2 separate regions of the Arabidopsis thaliana genome follow, and region 2 is linked to region 1. A link is a contact called in public capture Hi-C data. All regions are on one chromosome and are shown on one strand. The core of a region is the stretch at or near the end of the contact, and the rest is flanking DNA. Distances in the headings are between cores, read along the strand shown.

Region 1 (5,208 bases), core at 1,760-4,259:
GGAAAGTGAGTATTCTTAATTCTTATCTCCATTTTGATTGACAGAGTTTTTATCCTCTATTTTGGTTTATTGATTTTGGCTTTTGATTTTCATTTTAATTTTAAGGGTTTGTCTAAAATTGAAATCGATGAACATACTTTTATTGTGGTGAACAGAGAAAGAGCTGTTGATTACTTGAATTCTTTGGAAAAGGTTTACCTTATGCCTAAGCGTTAGATTCTCTCCCATCATTCTAGATGCAATATGGGAAAAGATGGAGATGTTGCCCTCTTCTTTGAACTTTTAGGTATTGCAACTTTTTAAGCCGACGTGAACGCTGAAAAAGGAGAAACGCCGAGGTGAATGCTGAGAGAAGATTCCGCTTGCGCAACCATCGGCGGAGAGAAAGAGAAACAAAACCTTTCTTCTTCTTTTTTTTTTTTTTTTTTCTATTTTTGCTTAGGAAATTTTTTTTAACGTTTCTCTAATTAGTGGTTTTGGGGTTTAGATGTAAAGAATCTTTTCTATTTAGATGTTTTGGCACAAAAAAAAGGAAGAAAAAAACTATAATTTTGTAATTTATTTTATTTTAGTTTATGATTAAGGGAAATTGAAAAAAAAGATCCTCTATATCCAAATCTCTCAAAGAACTTTCTTATTTTTAGATTCTCCCAAAGAACTTTTTTTTAATTTTAGTTTATAATTTTATTTAGTTTTCAAATTTCATTTTATTTTACACCACGGGTTAAATCCTATACCATATTTTTTGTTTGGACGATCTTTAAGTTATCTTACAATTTAGTTAAACTTACTTAGTTTTGAACTTTATGATAGTAACTTAATAACATTCATCTTATTCATATAAATATTTAGCTATATAGTAAATGCCGAATAATACTATAAGAGCTACATCTTATTAAATATCATATACTTTATAGTTTACAAAATCATAAATTTATAAATTATAAAATAAATGGAAAAGAATCAACCCGCAGTGTACCTCTTAATAAGTTGGTATTTATAATATTTAGAATCTATAAATTTTTTATAATATTAATAATATTTGAACTCTAGAATTTTTTTTTTTATATTGTAAAAACCATTTGAAATTAAATTACTTTTTTAATTTAATATCATCTATATTAGTTAAGAACGCACGTAATAACTCATCATAAAAAAAACATGTATATAAGTATTAGTTAAGAAAACTATTTTAAGCCAAATACGTTCATTTTTAACAAAAAAATACTATATAACAAACACATAATAACGTACCATAAAAATACACTCTCTATATAATGTGCGTATAATAAACAGTTTTTCTTAATTAAACAAGATCAAACCAAACAAATACAAATATAATATCAAAAATAAATAGATATAAAAAGTAAAATGATAAATTCAAAATATAATATGATTATTTAAATATAGATGATATAGAATTAAAAAAATAATATAATTTATAACGTAAATAATCAACCCGCGGTATCTAGTGATTAAGTAGAAGATTAAAGATATTTGGTCATGAAACCATTTGCACCTTGCACATACATAAATATGTACTCAACATGCATAAATATGGCTATGTACTTTAAATGACCGTATATGTTTGTGCAATAATGATACGATTTGGGCAACTAGAACAACGATTACGTTTGCGTTTAGCAGCATAACCTAAAGCATGAGAATGGGTACGCGCATCTAGTGTTAAGCTTTTCAAAGGATAGTGTTTAATGTTATCTTCAAAATGTTTGAAAACGCCTTTGGATATTTTTCTTGTCTTTACTTACTTCTTAAAACCCCAAAATAAAAAGCATGGATCGGAACATAAAGGCGGTTGGATGAAAGATTGTTAAAATCCGGCTAACACCTTTGTGAATTTGTCTCCATTCAAGCATAGCCTTAGAATTTAAGCTCTACTTTTAAGCATCGCCTTTTAGATTTTGTTTCTATACAAGCCTATCCGTGGATGTTATTTTCACAAACTAGAAAGGGCACAAACTTGTCTTTAATACTTCACAATTCCATAGCAGCCTAGCCTTAGATGTTATTTTCATATCAAAGCAATGGCACAAAACTTTCTTCATACTACACACAATTATATACATCGTGTGTGTGTCCACCACATGTCAATCGATCTTCCACCGACCTTCATTTTCTCTTTCACACTCCACTTTGCAGAAATATCATTTTTCAACACTCTAGAGTCTAGATCAACTACTTCATGGTGGTCCAGTAACTCCAGTTTGATTGGTTCATCAGAGTTGAAAGAGGGAGTATTATTTTTTCCAATGTGGACTACCCTCTTCTTTTTTTTTATAAAGTTTATGAAAATTAGTCTGGACATTGATATAAGATCGTTTGATTATATAATACCAAATAATTGGAGTTAATGTTATGAAATATGAATAGTAGTACTCAAAACATTTTAGAAATTTTATTTTATTTTACATATGACTTTTCAAATTTTATATAGTATTATTTTATTAAAAACATTTAGTGCTATCAATAAAAATATATATAATAAATTAATAATTCTTCTTCGGTAAATTGACAACTCAATAATAGAGATGTTTATTTGTACTTGAAGGATGTTAACTAATCATTTATGGGGAAAATACACTAATGGTGAAAGCTTAAACGAAACTCTACTAAATACTTATTTTTTATTTTTCTACGTTCGTAATATCATCTAACTTATTATATAAAATGTTCAATTAGCTAAATTTGCAACTATGTATAATTTCTAAATTTGAGAAAGAAAAAGAATGATTAAAATGTAATTATAAGTGAAAATAAATTACACTAGAAATGATATTTGGAAAAAAATTGAACTGTATTTTAGGGTTACTGTCTTTTGAAACTAAACGAAGTAAACAAACCTTACCAAGTAATAATACATTTTACTTTATCAAAAAAGTGCTAAACAAACAAACACAATTACATATATATATATATATATATACACATTTAAAGTTTACGATAAAATAACAATCATCGACAGAACTATACATCCACTGTGGTAGCAACCATCACCTTTTTTTCCCCACCACCGTCGCTATTGCCATTACAAACGCCACCACTAACATAGAACACATAACCTTTATTTACATGACAAACAACAATAGATCGTAACCCTTAAATCCTAAATGCTAAACTATTCACTACCGACCAGGACTTGTTGTTTAGTGGTTTGTGTTAAACTTCATAGCCTCGTTGATTTTTGTAACTTTTAGATATACATCACATTTGTTTGTACTATTACTAGAAAAATTTTAACCACAATATACATTGTTGTCGCCTTTGTTTGTGAGGTCAAGAGTCTTTTTAATGAATATCTTACAACAAGATTTGGTTTGTTTGAGAGTGTTTTGTTTTTTTTTTCATCCCAAAAATATAACAATTTACTAATTTAGATAATACGATTCAATTATACAACCACTCAATACGAATCTATATACAATATCTATATGTCTGCGTCTATATATATATGGCCTGGTGTTGTTTTAGATTTAGCGGTCTTTTGTCTCTTCTTCATTGATTAAACTCTATCGGTACGACGTTTTTTTTGGTTCTTTCTTGTTTCTCCATTCATCCATAAGAAAAGATAATGTAGTTCTGCTTGTTCGTCCATTTTCTGATTTTGGTATCAGTTTTTGTATTTGTGTATAGTAAATCTGAAGGAGTTTTCCAAAGACAAACCAACATGGAAGACCGCGTCTTGATCAAGAACGATGTCACTGAAGTAAAACTCTCTATCTAATCTCTTCTATATCAATCTGCTTTCTTGGAACAAGAAACATGTTTAAAATCATTTGCTTGTGTTGTTACTTAAATATAGTTGTGCATTTTACGCAGTTGATAGGTAACACACCAATGGTGTATCTAAATAAAATTGTGGATGGTTGTGTGGCTCGTATTGCTGCCAAGCTTGAGATGATGGAGCCTTGCTCTAGCATCAAAGATAGAATCGCATATAGTATGATCAAAGATGCTGAAGACAAAGGATTGATTACTCCGGGAAAGGTTAAATAGACAACACTTTCAAAAATCACTAACCGGGGCTTGTAGACTTGTTTTTTTTTTTTTTTTCTTTTATCGTTTACAACTTACACACGCACTCTGAATTATGACACGGTGACAACACATGTACAAACCACTATATAATCTCTCCATATATAGTCCATTAGAATTCATATATGGAATAACTTTTTTCTTGTTTTGTTTTTAGAGTACATTGATTGAGGCAACGGGTGGTAACACCGGGATTGGTTTAGCCAGCATCGGGGCTTCAAGAGGTTATAAAGTGATCCTTTTGATGCCTTCAACAATGAGTTTAGAAAGGAGAATCATTCTAAGAGCATTAGGTGCAGAGGTTCATCTCACTGACATTAGCATAGGCATTAAAGGACAGTTGGAGAAAGCTAAAGAGATATTAAGCAAAACTCCCGGTGGTTACATACCACACCAGTTTATTAATCCTGAAAATCCAGAGGTTATACAATATTATGTATCCAACTATATTTTTGAAATAGTTATCATTCTTATTCTCTTATGATTGAGTTTAAACTTGTTTCTTGCAGATTCATTATAGAACCACGGGTCCGGAGATTTGGAGAGATTCAGCAGGGAAAGTAGATATCTTAGTCGCCGGTGTTGGAACTGGTGGAACGGTTACTGGAACAGGGAAGTTTCTTAAAGAAAAGAACAAAGATATTAAGGTTCAAAACTTCAATAATTCTTGAAAACAACCATAGGAAATAGGATCTTATTTTTAACATAATTTTCTTACAATCTTGATAATAGGTTTGTGTGGTGGAACCTTCCGAAAGTGCGGTACTCAGCGGAGGAAAACCAGGTGAGGAATAAACATCATTATTTTCTTGGAATACTTGATTATCTCTATCCATCATTGATGATTCTTGATCAACAGGTCCACATTTGATCCAAGGAATAGGCTCTGGTGAAATTCCAGCCAATTTGGACTTAAGCATTGTTGATGAAATCATTCAAGTAAGTAGCTTAGATTGTCGACTTCTCAATCGCGAAACAATATTTTGAGATATGCAATCTTTTAATCTAGGTGACTGGTGAGGAAGCTATTGAAACAACCAAGCTTCTTGCTATCAAAGAAGGATTATTGGTACCATTGGTTTTAACGTTCTTTTTTCGTTACAAATAAGTAACTAAAAAATCGGAGTTTTTGATAAACGCGATCATTCATCTGGC
Region 2 (5,208 bases), core at 1,933-4,432, 100 kb before region 1:
GTAGCCTGGTTTTCTTTTGGTAAAAAAACTATAAACATTTCGCAAACGGAATCCACCAACTTTTCACTCATATTATAATCCGCCTTGTTCTGCATGAGTCGAGATGCTAAGGATAACTGCGACTGACTTCACGACAACCATCGTACAATGGAGTATTTGCACCTTCTAACAAGTCCTAGAATTTCTTTGAATGATTACGGACCGGTTCTTCCACATTTTGATAACTACTATCCTGATGATAACTATCCTGATGATAGTTATCATCAAACCCCACGTTAAAATTAATGCATCGTTCACCATATCCACATATGCATTTTCTACAACATTACCCACTTCTTCATGATTCGAACTAAAATACGTCCTATCCGTGTAACTAGTTCCTATATCCATATTCAATTCTTCTCCATGCTTATACCAAACATAATAATCAGGCATAAATCTTTGACTAAACAAATGACTACTAACTCTTTTACCCGAGATGATGTGTTTTTCATTCTTGCATACACTACAAGGACAATGAAATTTACCTCGACTACTATGTACTATAGGCTGATTATTAGCGAATGTCATGAACTCCTCCACTCCTACGACGTATTCGGCTGACAAATTTCCCGTTACTTCATCAAATCTCTTATACATCCAATCTCGATAGAAACCGCCACCACCGTCATAATTGAAGTTTCCCGCCATTATAGCATAAACTAAACTTATATTTTTTCCTTCGAAATCGTTTTTTTTCTTTTGATGTTGTTTTGATTTGTTGGTGAATGAGAATGAAGAGTGTCGTGGATTATATAGAGGATTTTTTACGACTATTTTACGACTAAACATTGTAGACGCTCAGAAATTAGGTGTACCTACCCAGCAACACGAAAAACGTTTTCCAACCGTATTATACGACACTTATGCGACTATTTTACGACAAAGGAAAAATAGTCGTATTATCGTCGCCGGTTTTACGACTAATGTATGAAGTCGGACATGTAGTCGTCAAAATATGACTACTTATTTTTTCCAGTAATGTCGTCGTCAAATAGTCGTATTTGGATGACTATGTACCGACTAAAGCTTGTAGTCGCTAAAATACGATTATGGAACGACCAATTTGTCTGTTGTCGTAATGTCGTCGTCCATCAGTCGTAAGTTAGTCGCAAAAAAGGACGACTACATTGTTAGTCGCCTTTCGTAGTCGTCGTTTGCTTGTTTTCTTGTAGTGCAAGAAGATGTTTATTAGTCCCAAAGATATATCTAAAAGAGTAATGTGGATGGCACTCCATGTTGTTGTGAACTTGTGTCCAAGGATCTTCCTGCTCAGTCCTGTCCAAATCTCTTTGGCGTAGCCACATTCGAAGAACAGATGGTCTTTGCACTCCATAAGTTCACATCTGATATACATTGTTATGAATAGAAACTCTCATATCTTATAGGCCTTTCTAGTAATCACATTTTACATCATTTTCTTTTTCTCAAGGTTACATCATACATATGTTATTAGAAATTGGTACAAAATCTTTTTAAATACCAAATACAGAAAAGAGCTATTCTTTAGAGAATGCTATAACGGACAAAAAAAAGGTATGTTTAACTTCAGATTTCAAAACTCACACAATAGCATTTATCTTTTGTAGTCTCTCTCCAATATTAACTGGTAACTAAAAACTTATGTGGTTTTGTGTGACTAAAGAAACTGACAAAATTAAGACGAAGAATTGGAATATGAAAGCTATCAAACATCTGACTTACTGATTCACATCATATACAAATCCTACCACTAAGTCACATTTCGATATAAAACTGTTATTTTGAAGTTGGATGTGATGTTGCCAACAATTTAGTTTAACCATAAACACACTACAGAATTCAAACAAAAAATAAGGCATTGGCAAAACAGAAAAACATAGTTAAATTTTATCAAAACCTATTTGGTAAACTATTCAGGAAAACATATGAGCTAGGAACCGTCAGCACAATATTAGCCGACTCAATATTTCTCGTGATGTTGCAAATATTACAAGTATAAAAGCAACAATACACTAAAAAATAAAGAAGAAAAAAGCCTTTGAGAATCAAATCAAAAAACATGATTAGATTTGATCAAAAACCAGTTTCTAGACTATTCACGAAAACGTATGAGCTAGGAACCGTCAGCACAATATCAGCCCATTCAATGTTTCCCCAAACTTCATCACTACCATGACGTTTTTCAAGCGCAATCACCGCACACCAAATATCTTTGTCATGAGAAAGATCTACCTTGTCCCATAAGATTAAGAGTTTTCCGCCATAGTGAACAATTTCAATCGTACCACAACCAAGATTCCTGTTCAACATGTCTAAACCTTTGACCACTCTCCATTCTTTAGGACTTGTGTCATACCACCAGCACCACTTTTTATCACAATGATACCATACATTATCTATCATACATTGCATATTTGCATGTGTGCTTTTACTCCAACATTCCATTTACCTTCTTTTGGATCATAAACAGAGTCTTTCTTCTCGTTGCTTCTAACGTAAAGCTTTTCTTGGAACACATCTATTTTTCTAATTGAAGAAAAACGGAACTCAGGACCAGGGTCAGGTAAAGCTTCCCAAGTTTGAGTCTTTATGTCAAAAACTTCACCCCAATTCACGGATTCATCAGCCATGCAACCTCCCATCACATATATTTTCCCATTGAAGACAACTGCACTGGCTTTAGCTCGAGCTACAGTCATGTTTGGGGCTTTACACAAAAAAATATCCCCCTTATTACGGACAAACATGTTGGAGGACGGATCATTGCGTTGGCTGAGTCCGTATACTTCGGAACCAACCATAACGAGGTAAAACGGTACATTATAATAATATGAAGAAGGTATTTGTACCAACCGAGTATCTCTTGTAGACCTCTTGTTCTTCTCAAGTTGGTTGGTTAAGATTGTACCAGGTTTTATCCAGAGGGTGAACATTGACGGATTAGGTTTATCAGGAAACTTTAAGCAGACATGACAAAAGGTTTCATGGGTTTTGAGGTGCAATCGCGCCACAATGAGCTCATTAGATATGAGGAGAGTGCGGAAGGTCTTGCAAACTAGGGAGAGTTTCGGATAGTACGATCTCGATATGCGGGCTAAACAGCTCAAGATGATTTCATCAGGTAGTGACAAAAACGATGGACGTTCGACTTCAGAATTCATAGTCGTTAGAAACTAGAAAGTTGCTTGCTGTATAAAAAAGTAGATGACATAAACACCACGAAGAGCTAATAATGATCAAAGGTATAACAAAATTTCCTAGGGATTCAAAGGAGACTGAAACGGCGATATTTGGCTATTCAAAACCCTAATGTGGCTGAGTAGTGGTGAACAAAAAACTAAAAAGGCAAAGTCATATTTTATTCATTGATTGTTTTTTACTTTTATAGTTTGCGAAAATGGGCTTAATAAGCCCGTTTGGATGGGGACGACGTGGCATGATTTTATTTTACTATTACAAGAAACTGAAACAGAAGAAGCAAACAAATGATGTCACAAAAGAATGTTGCAATAACAGAAGAAAGAAACACTCTTCGTCACTTTGAGTCTTCTCATGTGTACTTTTCCGACCAAAACAGACAAGAGGCATGAAACGGCAAGTAGTTGCTGAGATTCTCAGCTAAACAGCGTGAAGTTTGATTTTTTTTACTGTATACACTATATACTGTAACTGTATAAAGCTGTCTGCTCTCTACAGAAAGTTTCCGTGACTTGACAATTCAATTTTTTTTCAAAAGTGGTTATTAATAGAATCTCTTAGACAGAGACAATTTTTATGCCTTTTCCAGTAATATTGCCACTAATCGCAATTCACATTTCAAAAACTATGGCTTTAGACAAATCTTATGATCAAATCCAAATTCATGTTTAAAACTGACACAATACCAAATTCTCTTTTAAGCCTTTAGAAGTTTAACTCTATAGAAAACCAAAAACTTTTACGGTCTTGTGTGACCAAAGAAGTAGACCAATGTAAAGTCCGAAGAAACGAAATGTCAAAGCTAAGAAACATTCAACTTAATGATTCGCAATATAGGAATCATCATGTACAAATCCCACGATCTCTATATGCTTCTTCTATAAACAATCTTTATGAGCAGTCTGTTATTAGAAAGAAGAAGCTAATCAATAGTTTGCTAAGCATCTAAACATTCACAAGCTACAAGATCAAAGAGCAGTGTAATTAGGTAATAGACCATAAGAAACACTTTCTAGAACATAAGTAACAGATGTATACAGAGATCACATTCCTCAAGACCAAACTGGTTCCAGCATTGTGTAAGGAAATATATATTGCAGAAACCAATCATGAATCAACAAAAAAAATGTCGATAAGGAATCAACAAACTCTTATAAGGTTTTTGTTAGCACCCAGAAACTCTCTCTTTTGTTCTACTCGCTCTTCCAAGCGTACAGAATCAACGAAAAGCCAAAACTATGAGACTTGGAGTTTGTTGTTGTCACGTCCTGTGAGAAAGACAAGCTCTTCTCAGTAGATTGACAAGTCCTGAACATGAACACAGCGTTTCCCGTTGTAGGCAACCCAAAGAGCCAACTATGAACATCCCATAGAACTTCCACAGTCATTTTATTAACAACTATCGTATCGTTGCCACGAAACTTCCACTTAAGCCGCTTCACCTGCAACAACGTCTTACCATCCACACGAACAACGAGACAAGGATCGGTGACATTCGTGTCACACTCAATCAACAGATCATGAAATTTCCCATCAGCAAAAAGCTGAGCTTTCGTTGCAAACACTCTCTTACCAAAAACATGCTCTTTCTTAGCAATGAACACAGCACCTAAAGACGAAGGCGAAGCATTCGTCTTCTTAAAAGCTTCTTTCTTCATATCACCAAGAAGCAAAACCATTTCTTTGTCAACAACAACACCAACATAGAATCCTCCCAAAGCTTCAGGACCTGATCCGAATTTCGCAGACGAAAGATCCCAAAAAACATCGATATTACACGAATACGCCTCTAAACTCTTAGACCCTTTCCGTTTAGTAAACAGCCACGGCTTAATCTCGACTTTACAAAGACTTTGGTTACAAGAATCATCAACACCAACTGTTACACTTTGACCCATCAGATTCTTAGTCCATGTCACAGTGATCAAACAATTTCTTCCGCGAATTCGACATTGGTAGATACAAGTAACCAAATTCTGAGCGTTTTTA

What was found. Capture Hi-C pulls out chosen DNA fragments and counts their contacts.
Region 2: a contact with region 1 is called in a capture Hi-C map of shoot, with 2.9 times the contacts expected there. The contact joins the promoter of AT5G28160 here to the promoter of DES1 in region 1. A contact is called at or near these places in 3 of 26 Hi-C or Micro-C datasets (callus, cotyledon and root) and 3 of 3 other capture datasets (root, seedling and shoot).

What each region holds. Positions count from the first base shown.
Region 1 is chr5:10,030,763-10,035,970 of TAIR10.1, reverse strand. It overlaps DES1 (L-cysteine desulfhydrase 1), which reads left to right and starts at 3,009. Exons shown (of 10, transcript NM_001344055.1): 1 at 3,009-3,170; 2 at 3,652-3,724; 3 at 3,838-4,005; 4 at 4,211-4,474; 5 at 4,563-4,700; 6 at 4,786-4,837; 7 at 4,913-4,992; 8 at 5,063-5,122. The coding sequence starts at 3,686. It overlaps AT5G28040 (DNA-binding storekeeper protein-related transcriptional regulator), which reads left to right. Exons shown (of 2, transcript NM_001344056.1): 2 at 1-428.
Region 2 is chr5:10,135,900-10,141,107 of TAIR10.1, reverse strand. AT5G28160 (Galactose oxidase/kelch repeat superfamily protein) reads right to left here and starts at 3,182. Exons shown (of 2, transcript NM_122699.1): 1 at 2,471-3,182; 2 at 2,095-2,357. The coding sequence starts at 3,182. The coding sequence ends at 2,095. It overlaps AT5G28150 (hypothetical protein (DUF868)), which reads right to left. Exons shown (of 2, transcript NM_122698.5): 2 at 4,003-5,208. The coding sequence ends at 4,413. It also overlaps the pseudogene AT5G28165.